Linked DNA regions of Mus musculus: all the other regions are linked to region 4. A link is a contact called in public Hi-C and HiChIP or PLAC-seq data. All regions are on one chromosome and are shown on one strand. The core of a region is the stretch at or near the end of the contact, and the rest is flanking DNA. Distances in the headings are between cores, read along the strand shown. Region 1 overlaps Dnah17 (dynein, axonemal, heavy chain 17). Region 2 overlaps Dnah17 (dynein, axonemal, heavy chain 17). Region 3 overlaps Dnah17 (dynein, axonemal, heavy chain 17). Region 4 holds the start of Usp36 (ubiquitin specific peptidase 36).

Region 1 (2,904 bases), core at 191-2,690, 200 kb before region 4:
CTGACCCGTACCATCTTCCTTTCCCCATTATCCATCATTCCTTTTTTTTACTGTCTGGGTTTGGGGCAAGCGGCTAGGCCTGGTTCGTGAGGACCTCCAAAGTCGGGCCTTGGCCTAGGGCTCTGCAGGTGGGGTCTCAAGCTGATCTGAGATTGGAGGCCAGCCTTGGAGGACCTCAGAGCCCGTTGTCTATCCAGTCTGTCGGGCACCAGGACTGCTGGGGCTCCTGTTTGAAACACAGAGCCCTGCGGGTGAGTTTAAAAGCTTGGGGTGTTGACATGGCCCCCACCCTGTACCCCCTTTGCCTTGGATTCCCCATTGCTGTTCTGTGCCGGGTTAGGGAATTCCCTGGACACACAACCACTCCTTCCCCATCCGCTCTGGCTGGTTAGTTTATACTGAGATACTGCCGTGTTCTTCAAAGCCCAGAGTGCTTCATTCTCTTCTGTCAAGTTCACCTGACTGGCCTGAGGCCACCTCTGCACAGAGCTCCAGCTTGGGGAAGGGTTTCTCCCTACATGGATTATCTAGTGAACGCCAACCGATGCATGGAGATATTGTAACTTAGTTCTTGAAGCCCACAGCTGAGTTCCAGCCGGTTGCAGGCAGCCAACTGTTCAAACCATGTTCAGATAAGGCAGAGCAGCTGTGATCAATCCAGCTGTCTGTATTCTGCACTTCCTTTCCTTGAGACTATAAATACAGCCTGCTGGGGGGTGGGTGGGGGTGGGTGTGGGTGTGGGGGTGTGGGGGTGTGGGTGTGTGGGTGTGGGTGTGGGTGTGTGTGTGTGTGGGTGGCAGGCAGAGGGAGGGTCGTTGGACATTCTGTACCATTTTGGTCTAGTTTGCTGCCAAACAGTACAATCTCAAAGCCAACTAAGGGTTATCAAATATTCTCTCTCTCCCCTTCTCTGTCTTACAAAACAAAGTCTTAATCTATAGTCCTGACTAACCTAGAGGTTGTTCTATAGACCAGGCTGGCCTTGAACTTGTGGCAATCCTCCTGGGTTCATATCACAAAGTGGCAGGAGTTATAGGCATGAGCTACCACACCCAAAGTAGCTCTCTACGTTAGCATCCCCAGGCCGAATCAGTTATACCTCCCTGTATGGGACCCTTACTGTCCCCTCTGTGTGTAAGGGCCCCTGGGAGCCAGGGCAGGGCATCTGAGGCCTCACTGTGTCACCTCCCTGCCCAGTGCTTGGCTGTTGGGGTGGTCAGACAGGAGGGTCTCTGGTGACTGAGATGCCAGGAAAACTGGGCACAACTCCGGGTCCCCCACTGACCCAGAGACTAAGCAGAAGGGCCCTACCTGTACAGCAATCACAGACAAGACCTCCACCGAGATCCGGTTAAACTCATCAAAGCAACCCCAGGCTCCCGTCTGTGCCAGGCCCTTGTAGATGTTTCCACAGGACTACAAAGGGAAAGTCAGATCAGAGAGAGGGAGTGGCCCCCAGAGGCCTGCAGGAAGCAGGTGTCTGGAGACAGCGCCCTTGTACACCTGACCCGCAGGGTCCCAGCGTTTTTTCTAAGCGAACATCAAGTTAAGAAATCCCCCAATCCCTACCCCTGTCTTCTCATTTTATGCACATGGAGGAAGGGATCCTCTGAGGTGGGCTGGGGCTCCAGGAAGATCTTTTCGTGTGACTATGCCATTTTGTCCCCTGCAGGGTCAGCAACACACCCATGGAGTTCACACAGAAGTCCTTCTAGGATCAATAGACTTCACTTTTCTAGGGCCCCTGAGGGGGACACGCTGGTATGACCTTCAGTCAGCAGGGGTCTTGGCCACTGTCCTCAGTCTCAGGATGGGACCACTAGGCTGTGGGGCTCGTCCAACGGGAGGGCGCCCCAACTCCTCCCTTTTATGCTGGGACTGTTACTGTCAGAGTCCCTCCCCTCCTGTTTAGTCCTCTGAGAAGACATGACCCTGCAGCTGATGGACCTGTCCTTGTCCCCTTCAGAGTTCACCCGGTGGCCACTACTTTCACCCTAACCCCACACTGAACGCCAATCAGGTACTCCTACCTGTGTGTGTGTCTCTATTCATAGGGGACAGTCATGGAACTGCCGGGACCTCTACCTCCACAAGTGCTAGTGGGTACTCTGGGTGTACATGCTCTTGGGTGGGGACCCGCAGCCCTGGCCACATACCTTGTAGTCCATCTGCTCTGAGCAGTTGAAGACATACACCATGGTGCCCAGGGCTCTGCCCAGGTCCTTGGTTGTCTCCGTCTTGCCCGTGCCAGCAGGGCCTGCAGGGGCTCCGCCCATGATCAGGTGGAGGGACTGCGTGAGCGTGATGTAGCACCTACAGAGGACCTTGATTGACCTGGGGCACTGTGACCCTGTGACCCACACCCCACTGTGCTCTGCTCGGCTTACTGTGGGGCCGCTGTACTCACTTGGGCCCAGAGACCAAAGTCAGAGCTGGTGTGTATGTGTGCATGTGTGTGTGTGGGTGGGGGGGGGTGGTCACTGTGCTGAGGGACAGGGGTGGGTGCAAGACATGGCCCTCCTGTGGGTTTGGGGGACGGACTCTGGGGACTCGTCAGACACATGCTGAGGGTGTCTTGGGCAGCCTCTGGGCTGAGTGGTTTTATTATCTTGTAATTGATTCAGTCCCTGCACACTCATGAGGGCTCCTGTAGCTCTCTCCCTGTTCTGCAGACCTCAGGGAGGTGAAGCCACTCCTTGGGGACACAGCCAGTGAAGGACCAAGAGCTCAGCCTAAAGCAGGGCTCCTGCCTGGCCCCCAAGACCTGAAGTCTGCATGTAGATCTGTGACCTGGCCCCAAGTTATTTCTGATTGGTAAATAAAGATGCCAACAGCCAATAGCTGGGTAGAAGAGACATAGGTGGGGTTTAGGTTTTCCAGGTTTGGGGGTCAGAGTAGATGAA
Region 2 (2,898 bases), core at 368-2,867, 190 kb before region 4:
GGGCTGTTCGGGTGATGTTCATGAAGCTTTCCAGATCAGCGAGGCTGCAGGACAGGGGGACTCAGGTGAGGGGCTCATCCTCCTCGGCCACCACCTCAATGTCCCCTTAGCAGGGACACTCGACTGCCATGCAAGGCACCACCTGGAGAGGGGCAGCCACTGCCCCCCCATGTGGTCCCCCTCGGCCTAGATGTCACAAAAGTATTAGCGTAGCCCAGGCTGATCCTTGAGCGCTATCTTAAAGCCACAGCTGAGAGCAGCCAGCCGCCCAGATGGGCTCAGTTAGAGAGAATGCTTATGCTGCTGTCGGTGACCTTCCTGTGCAATGACTGGGCTGTCCCAGCCTTCCTGCCAGGCTCAAGGCTTCAACACAGAGCCTGACAGGTACTTCACTCTTCTACCTGCCCTGCACTGGTCACAGCAAGGAACCACATGCACCACCTCCTGTGACAGTGGTGCTCCCCCATGTGGCATGGTGTGGTAAGGCATGCTGTTCCTCCTGTGACAGTGGTGCTCCCCCGTGTGGCATGGTGTGGTAAGGCATGCTGTTCCTCCTGGCCTCACCAGGAGCAAATAAATGTAAAGCCTATATCACAATCAGGCCACCCAACTTTCAGATCAGGCCACTGAGCCACTTACTAAGTCCGTGGTGCCTCTCCCAGGCTGTCGGGGGGGGGGGGGTCCGGGGAAGTCTCAGATTTGCAGCAGCGGGCCATGGCCTCACCTGTTGATGACGTGGTTGTTCAGGTATCGCTTGAACAGAAAACTCCAGCGCTTGATGGTGTTGAGCAAGGTCTGCTTGAAGGGGCGGCAGTCACACTGCAGCCAGCCATGGAAGACCTTGGTGTTCTCACAGCTGGACACCTCCTCATACAGCTTCTCATACGAGTCAATCTGCCCAACACAGCCGTGGATTCCATCAGCCATGGCTGTGTGTCCCCCACTAGCCATCGCCGCTTCCTGTCTGGCTGTGAAGGGCAGCCAGGTGGCCCAGGGTGCAGCTTAAGAGAGGCTGAGACCACTGCTACCTGTTTGCCCTGTCCCAACACCTCAGAGCTCCTTCTGCCCCACCTCTAGGAGGGGACAGATAGACAGAAGAGGATGGGATTGGGTGACTACAGTAAGGCTTCTGGAGCAGGAGGGGACTCCCAAAGGGCACCCCTTAACTCATGGGAGCACCTGCAGACTTTGAGCCATCCCATCTTTCTTCTCACTGGTGTGGGGGAGGAGAGGGCTTTCTCATTGTGCCCAAGACCAACCTCAGGACTGGATTGCTTCACTTTCTAGATTCCCAATTCTGACACCTGAGCTCTTGCTGACCCTGAAGGCCGATTCTTAGACTGCAGACCTCACCTGGAGCTGGCCTGAGTGTAGTGCTCCCAGCCACCTCTTATCTGGCTCTTAGGGACTCTTATTCTCAGGGATCAGTCCTCTGTCCTACTTGCCACAGGATGGGACACCAGCCAGCTCAGCATAGTGCCCTCACCTGACCTAACTGAAGTCATTCACACTACAAGCCTGGTAGATCCTGCTGAGGCCTCTTCTCTCTCCCTGGCTGCCTCTCTGGTACAGTGGTGCTCCCCCCCATGTGGCGTGGTGTAGTAAGGCATGCTATTCCTCCTGTGACAGTGGTGCTCCCCCGTGTGGCATAGTGCGGTAAGGCATGCTCTCTCTCCTGGCCTCACCAGGAGCAAATTTAAAACCTACATAGCAATCAGGCCACCCAACTTTCAAATCAGGCCTGTGGGGGGTGGGGAGGGGGTCGTCTACCCGAGGATGTGGGAGGTGACACAGGAGGACAACAGGACCATACACACCTGCTGCTGGAACTGAGCCAGGGTAGGTGGTGTCTTGGGGATGGTGTCGTCCGTCTTGGTGTCCAGCTCCTCAGGGGTGGGCGCGTGCCCGAAGATGAGGAAGTTCTTCATAAATTCTTGAAGGTCATCCACCCAAAGGTAGGAGTACCTCTCAAAGGAGTCCTGGTACTCCTCAGCCACCTTCATGGCTCCAATGACCAGGCTGGACACTTCCTCCCGCATCTCTATGAGGTCTGTGATATCCTCTAGGTCAGACTGCCGGGGTGGGAGTGGGGACAAAGATTGGGTCATTTGCCTTCATGAGAGACAGATTTTCCCCCAGACCTGGAAGAGCATCCTTCTGTGGGTGCTGCTGAGAGTCCTGAATGGAAGCAGGGGGTGTCTGTCAGTGTGCAGCGCCCCTACCCCACCCCTGAAAGAAGATTTGCTAAGGGTGGCTCTGAGCTGTCTGATCCCAGGGTGACGTGGGTGTCAGTTCATCCATTCTGTATTTGCACAGACCTTGGTTGTGTGCAATGTGCTGGTATGGACAAAGGGGACACAGAGCGAGCGACTCACATGGACTGTTGGGGGAGGGGGTATGTATGGACATTTTTAAAATAACAAACCCAGAAAACTACCCTCTAGTTAAATCTCTGCATGCATGCTATCTATGGTATGTACAAATCGATTGAATGTACACCTGGTCACTTCCGAGGCCTTTAAAATTCCTCAGTATATTCTGTTCAGATCTGCCGTTCAAACTCACTTCCAGACGCCCTCCTGCTCCTGGCTGGCAATGCCACAGGAGGCAACATTCTGTTACAGGGCATTTTTACATGTTTCCCCGTTGCTGGTGACTTATGCCTTTATTTTGATCCTGATGCCTTTCCCCCTTCATTAGCTCTCATTGTACACATTTAATCTTCTAATAAAAACGAGGGAGAGGGGAGCAGCCACGGAGTCCAGGCATTGATTTGACGGAGGTGGCTAAGGAGCACGGATTCGGATGGGTCAGTCCGTCAGGGAGAGGGTGACTTTGGCTGAGCCCTTGGCTGTCCTGTTGAGCTTGGTGGCACTCTAAGAGGGGCAGACTCCTTCA
Region 3 (2,921 bases), core at 151-2,650, 260 kb before region 4:
CTGTAAAGCTGACTTGGGGACTGAGAGGCAAGGTCAGGGAGCTCTGTGTGGAGGTAGAAACCCAGCCAAGCAGGCCTGGTGCTCCCTGAAGCTCTAGGGTACTGGGCAAGCCCCTGCACCCACCTTCCTCTATGGAGGGAACAAGAAGCCATCGCGGGAGAAGGGCCTGATCACATGACTGCCTTGTTCAGGGTGGTATCAGAGGACGTGGTTATGGAGCTGGAGGGTGGGGACAGCATCACCACCTGTCTGTCATCCATTGTCCCTAGCAGCAAGCTTTGGTGGCCCAAGTAAGCTTCATACCTCCGGGGTGGAGGGGCGGTGTCAGGGAGTGCTGTGACCCAGGATGGTACAGGGCTTCCACAGTAATGACAGGCACCCCTGCCAACTGACAGGGCAGTGATGCTGGCAAGAGGTAGGTGAGTTTGCCCTTTCAGGGACATATTCTGATGTGACATTAGTGTGCTGGTATGCTCGTGTGGGTGGGAAGCCAGCATGGAGGAGTCTCTGGGACTCAAGAGGGACATCTCAGCTTGCTGGGCCTGTGTCTCCTTTGCCTGGCCACGCGTGGGTGGACCCACCCAGTGTCACCCTCCCTACCTGCGTGAAAAGATCCAGCGCCTTGTGCAGGTTGGCATACATGCCCGTGGGAGGCTCATTGGTGATTTTGATGGCATTTTCCAGGATGCCCTGGGGGATGATGTGCGTCTCAGCCGTGGGAGCAGGCTCAGCACTGATGAACACTCGGTAGTCCTCATGGCTGCCCGAGCTGTAGCGTTCTACCTTCTTGTCCAGGATACCCAGCCATCTCGCCACCAGGTGAATGTTCTGTGGCAAGGAGCCCTGCCTCAGGCCTGAGTGGACCCCACAGGGCCAACCCTGTCAACCCTAACTGGTGTGGAGTGTTCCTGGTAACAGCCTTAGGATCCACCTTGTTTGCTTCCCCCCCCCCCCAGGCTCAAAGCATAGACAGCGTGGTCCCCAGCACCCTTTTAGGAGCTGTAAGGGGGTATGGAGGGGCTCTGTGCTGGGGAGCCGTAGAGTGGTGCCCCAGCAATGGGAGGTTCTATCCCATCCCCAGGGACGTGACCATGATGGCAGAAGAGCCCTCACCTGCAGAATGACCCAGTGTCCCTTTTCGGCAGCCACATCCAGCGCGTTCTCAGCTACCACCTCTTGTCCTTGCCCCAGGGACACGTTGTGGAGTTTCCCATTGTCTATGGTAAATCCCAGTTTTTTCCCTAAAAAGAGGGAAAACAGGAAAAGTACAGGGGTGATTCAGAACCGTGGTTCGGGCACTGCATTCCACAACCGGGAACACTGCACGCCTCCCATCTTGTTTATTGTGGGGTGGAAACACATATCCCGTAACACGACCATGCTTCGGCCATCTGGAAAGGTGTGGCCCAGGGACATTCGGGAAACTGGCCCTGCTGTGCAGCTGTCTCTCTGGTACCACCATCACCACCCCCAGAATGTGTCAACGCCTTGTGACCTTGAACTCCCTCTCTGCTCCCCTTGCCTGGCAGTGCTGTCTGCTTTCCGCCCCTGTGCGTCAGCCCATTACAGGCATTTCATGGAAATGGGGCTGCCCTCGCTGAGACCCTCACCCCTCGCTGAGACCCTCACCACTGTGTTTTTGTGAGCTCTGAGCTCTCCACTTTGGTCAGGGAAGAAGCTTGGACTGGGCCGATGGGGTAACAGCCCATAACAAGCTCTGGCTCTAGCGGCTTAAGCTTTTTTTTTTTCCTTCAGATTTATGATGGGTAATGTTCATTGCCAGCATGACCAGGTATAGCTTCACCATGGAAAACTCCGTTCTAGATAGGTCCATGAGGGTTTTTCAAAAAAGAAGGTGGGGGGGCACCTCAGTGTGAGTGGGACTGCCCCTAGGCTCTGTTGTCCTAGCAAGGCTGAGAAACAAAGAGTGCTTCTCAGCCTGTGAGTTGCGTCCCTTTGGTCACAGAACCACCTTTCCACAGGGGTTACCTGAGACACAACGTTTCCATTACAATTCTCGGAAGTAGCAATGAAAATAATGTTTTACGGTTGGGTGTGGCCACAGCCTGAGGGGCTGTATTAAAAGGTCACAGAGTTAGCAAGGTTGAGAGCTGCTGAGCAAGGAGAACTGAGCTGAAGGCCCGCCCGCCTGTAGGTGTGGTGTGACCAGCCGCCCGATGTTCCCCTCAAACTGTACCCAGACAACCCTTTCCCAGGTTTCCTTTTGCAGTGTCTTGCCCCTGAGCTGTGATAAAAGTAACCTAGTCGGGGCTGTTTCTAGAAGGGAGGGAACAGGCAGGAAGATGTCTTAGTCAGGGTCTCTTGCTCTTTGTCACACCATGATGAAAAGCATCCTGGGGAGGAAAGGGTTTGTTTGGCTTCCGTCTCAGTCACAGTCCATCACGAAGGAAGTCACAAGAACCCGGAGGCGGAGGCTGTGGAAGGGTGCTGCATGCTGCTCTCCAGCTTGCTCACTTTGCTTTCTTACAGCAGCCAGACCGCCAGCTTAAGGTGGCACTGCCACAGTGGACTAGACACCCCCCACCCCCCCTGCCCTCTCAACCACCAACCAAGAAAATGCTACAACAGCTTATCCACGTGCTGGTCTGGTGGGGGCACTATCTATCTATCTATCTATCTATCTATCTATCTATCTATCTATCTATCTATCTATCTATCTATCTATCTATCTATCTATCTATCTATCTATCTATCTATCTAGTTTTTTGAGACAGGGTTTCTTTGTATAGCCCTGGCTGTCCTGGAACTCATTTTGTAGACCAGGCTGGCCTCAAACTCAGAAATCCACCTGCCTCTGCCTCCTGAGTGCTGGGATTAAAGGTGTGCGCCACCACTGGCTGGGGACACTTTCCCAATTGAGGTTCTCTCTTCCCAAATGACTTCAGCTTGTGTCAATTTGA
Region 4 (2,700 bases), core at 40-2,539:
AAGGCAGGCTACTCAGCCAAGATCATTTTTGAAGCTATAGCAGGAAAAAAGTGTCTATCATTCTACCTGGAAGATACGGCTATGTGATGTAGGAGCGAGAAAAATGTTCGTGTAGTTCCCAGCAAACCCTCTAACATGCACACGCAGCACGTGTGACTCTCAGGCCAACCGGGATGCTTCCTCGACCCAGGTCTCTCAAGGACTAGGATACTCTGCACGCCCAATTTACATATCTAATTCGGAACTCAAGCCTGGCTCCTCCCTTCTGACAGATGTCATTTAAACAAAGCATTTCCTTCAGCTCTTTAAGCTGTTTTCCAAGAAATACTCAAGTCAGATTCTCAGGGTCACTTACATGCTGGCGAAGACAGAGCTGGGGCCTCCAAGGCATCCCACCGCAGAGCATTCCAAGTCAGGGAACAGTTGAACTACATGCTCTTTGGCATCCTCAGGCATCCAAGGTGCCTCCCTGTCTTAGGATGCTATTCCACCATCTCCATCACCAAGGGTCACGCCACAGACGCAGGCAGGCTCGCGCGCGCACACACAATCACACACCATAAGCAATGGGCATTTTGGTTAGAATGCTATCCTGCTATTACATTTCGGTGTGGATCCGTGTTAAGGATCTGACCCTGCCCTAGTCTATAAAATGGACTACAGCTATACCTCCACCCTAAGATTTCCAGCTCCGGGAACCTTCAAAGGAAAACCCGCTCTGAGAGAACAACCGCGATCCCAGCGACCTCACGTTCCAGAAGCTCCCTGGGATGAAGACTGATGCAATTCCCTGGCTACGCTAGGGTTTACAGGCACCCCTCACATCACCTGTCCCTTCCTCGGAGTCCCTGGCATCCCTTGTTCCTCCAAGTCCCTCGCACCCCAACCTTCTCCAGTGTTGCCCTACGCCCCTCTCACGCCCTGTCCTTCCCGGCGATCCCTGTCCCTTGCGTCCGATGTTCTTTCTGCGTTCCCCGGTGCCCTCGCCGGCCACGCACGCACCTGTCAGCCTTCGCTGGAGTCCCCAAAACCCGCGGGTAGAACGCGCACCCTCCTCGTCCCAAGCCCCGCGGAAGCTCCTGCGCTCCGCCGCGCCCGACCTCGACCTCCTAGGCCTCTCGGGAACCCGCGGAAGGCCCGCGCAGCACCAGCGTCCGATCCGGGCCGGGCCAGCATGCGCACCATCCGGGCCTCCAGAGCCTCACACACGTGTCACCACGACGTTTAAAGGAGCCGCACTGCAATGTGCTCCCTGAGTCCGCGTGAAGGGCACGTTCGCCTTAAGAGGCGGAGCTAACGGCGACTTGTCTCCCTGGACCCTCCCTTCTCTGCTATTCGCGACGCACACGTCACCCCTCCGCCCCGCAGGCCTGCCAGTCTACGCGATGACGCAAGCGCGTAGAGCTAAAAGCTCCGGAAGCGTCCCGGAGTCCAGAGACCCTGCTGCGGCTTGGCGTGGTTCCCGCGGTGTACGCGAGTGGCGTCACTTCCGCTTGCGTGCCTGACATTGCCAGTGCGCAGGCCCAGTGTGCTGCGGCGAGGAGCTCAGGGCTCACGTTCAGTGCAAGCCACCGAGGCTTTGAAGATTCACCGTTCGTTAGTTCTTACCTGCAGGCGTCCTTTTGAAAAAAAACAAAAAAACAAAAAAAACCCTAGCAAGCCGGGCATGGAATGAGGCCCTGGGTTCCATCCATCACTGCATGAAACAGGCGCTGTGGCACAAGAAAGCAGTTTCTGCAACTCTGAGGAGTGGAGGGGGTGGGGGATGATCAGAACTTAAACGTCATCTCTGGGATCCTTGAGATGCTGGCTATAGCCACTCCACCGCTTAACTTAAGTGGCCAAGGCTGGAGGATCATTGGAGAATGTCTTCTGGACCACGTAGCAGAACCTTGTCTTTAAAAAAGGGGGTGGGAGTGGGGGCTGATGGGGTAGTAATGGCAAAGACCAAATCCTGTTAGCCTATACCAATGTCCCTTTTAGAGCTAGAAAGATGGCTCAGAGGTTAAGATGGCTTGTCGTTCTTTCCAAGGACTTCCCAGCACCCATACAGTGGTGGTTCAAAATCTCATGTAACTCTACATGTGGCAGACACATATGACCTAAATTAGAAAAAAAAAGTTCTCTTAGTTTTAAAAAGATTTTGAATTACATACGTATAGGGGAAGAATATCTGAGTGTAGGTGCCTGTGGAGGCCACTGGTGTCTCATCCTCTCTTAGAACTGGAATTACAGGCAGCTCTAAGTTGTGAGCTCCCAGTGTGAGGGCTGGGAACCAAACTCTGGTACTCTGTAAGAGAAGTAGGGGCTATTAACTATTGAGTTCCAGTCCCAGAATCCTCCCTCTTTATTTAGACCGACTTCTTTGTTCTCTGACCACTCTTTGTGTCTGGCTGGAGCTGGCTCTATAAACCCACTGTTCTAGGCTGGCTACAATGAATTACTGCTTTTGCTGTCCCGAGCCTGATACAGTTCCTGGGAAATTCACTGTTTTAGCACGCTTCCTGTGTGGGAGCTGGCACCTGGCATAAGACCTAGGTTTTTAATCCAGATGTTGTTCTAATTAGCCTGTTACTTTGCAAATTTCTCTTACTTGGAGGCTTGATCTGTGGGGACAAAAAAATAAAATAAAATTCAGAGTCAGTAGCTCAGTTGGCAGGTAATAAATTTAGTCCCCAGGCTGGGCGATAGTGGCACACA

What was found. Hi-C and Micro-C count contacts between places; a contact is called where the count stands out from the background. HiChIP or PLAC-seq counts read pairs in DNA pulled down with a chosen protein or histone mark.
Region 1: a contact with region 4 is called in an H3K27ac HiChIP or PLAC-seq map of T-cell acute lymphoblastic leukemia, with 3 times the contacts expected there. The contact joins the enhancer-like site here to the promoter of Usp36 in region 4. A contact is called at or near these places in 12 of 39 promoter capture datasets (the C10 cell line, the HPC-7 cell line, cranial neural crest and 9 more), 2 of 15 datasets of contacts at CTCF or cohesin (large pre-B cells and pro-B cells), 15 of 484 Hi-C or Micro-C datasets (the 63-12 cell line, B cells, CD4 T cells and 10 more), 12 of 115 datasets of contacts at active chromatin or transcription factors (the 230-238 cell line, T-cell acute lymphoblastic leukemia, embryonic hindbrain and 7 more) and 4 of 9 other capture datasets (adipose tissue, embryonic stem cells, liver and 1 more).
Region 2: a contact with region 4 is called in a Hi-C map of pro-B cells, with 4 times the contacts expected there. The contact joins the enhancer-like site here to the promoter of Usp36 in region 4. A contact is called at or near these places in 2 of 39 promoter capture datasets (the SN4741 cell line and hippocampal neurons), 2 of 15 datasets of contacts at CTCF or cohesin (large pre-B cells and pro-B cells), 7 of 484 Hi-C or Micro-C datasets (B cells, CD4 T cells, CD8 T cells and 2 more), 7 of 115 datasets of contacts at active chromatin or transcription factors (bone marrow-derived macrophages, embryonic stem cells, epiblast stem cells and 3 more) and 4 of 9 other capture datasets (adipose tissue, embryonic stem cells, liver and 1 more).
Region 3: an RNA polymerase II HiChIP or PLAC-seq map of embryonic stem cells shows a contact between it and region 4, with 11 read pairs. The contact joins the enhancer-like site here to the promoter of Usp36 in region 4. A contact is called at or near these places in 2 of 39 promoter capture datasets (the C10 cell line and pre-B cells) and 3 of 115 datasets of contacts at active chromatin or transcription factors (embryonic stem cells and large pre-B cells).

Annotation. Positions count from the first base shown.
Region 1 is chr11:118,084,756-118,087,659 of GRCm38.p6, forward strand. It overlaps Dnah17 (dynein, axonemal, heavy chain 17), which reads right to left. Exons shown (of 81, transcript NM_001167746.1): 36 at 2,158-2,314; 37 at 1,313-1,417. Among named protein-coding and RNA genes, the nearest start is that of Dnah17, 43 kb to the right of the region's middle. Within about 2 kb of position 1,441, at least 10 of the 459 cell types and tissues checked have an H3K27ac peak or open chromatin away from gene starts, as enhancers often do. A contact at or near this core is called in T-cell acute lymphoblastic leukemia, where this site is marked.
Region 2 is chr11:118,102,599-118,105,496 of GRCm38.p6, forward strand. Dnah17 (dynein, axonemal, heavy chain 17) reads right to left here. Exons shown (of 81, transcript NM_001167746.1): 19 at 1,818-2,072; 20 at 725-894; 21 at 1-44. Among named protein-coding and RNA genes, the nearest start is that of Dnah17, 25 kb to the right of the region's middle. Within about 2 kb of position 1,618, at least 40 of the 459 cell types and tissues checked have an H3K27ac peak or open chromatin away from gene starts, as enhancers often do. A contact at or near this core is called in CD8 T cells, bone marrow-derived macrophages and pro-B cells, where this site is marked.
Region 3 is chr11:118,033,136-118,036,056 of GRCm38.p6, forward strand. Dnah17 (dynein, axonemal, heavy chain 17) reads right to left here. Exons shown (of 81, transcript NM_001167746.1): 73 at 1,108-1,241; 74 at 601-843. Among named protein-coding and RNA genes, the nearest start is that of Mir6933, 32 kb to the left of the region's middle. Within about 2 kb of position 1,401, at least 12 of the 459 cell types and tissues checked have an H3K27ac peak or open chromatin away from gene starts, as enhancers often do. A contact at or near this core is called in embryonic stem cells, where this site is marked.
Region 4 is chr11:118,288,955-118,291,654 of GRCm38.p6, forward strand. It overlaps Usp36 (ubiquitin specific peptidase 36), which reads right to left and starts at 1,290. Exons shown (of 21, transcript NM_001033528.1): 1 at 1,003-1,290.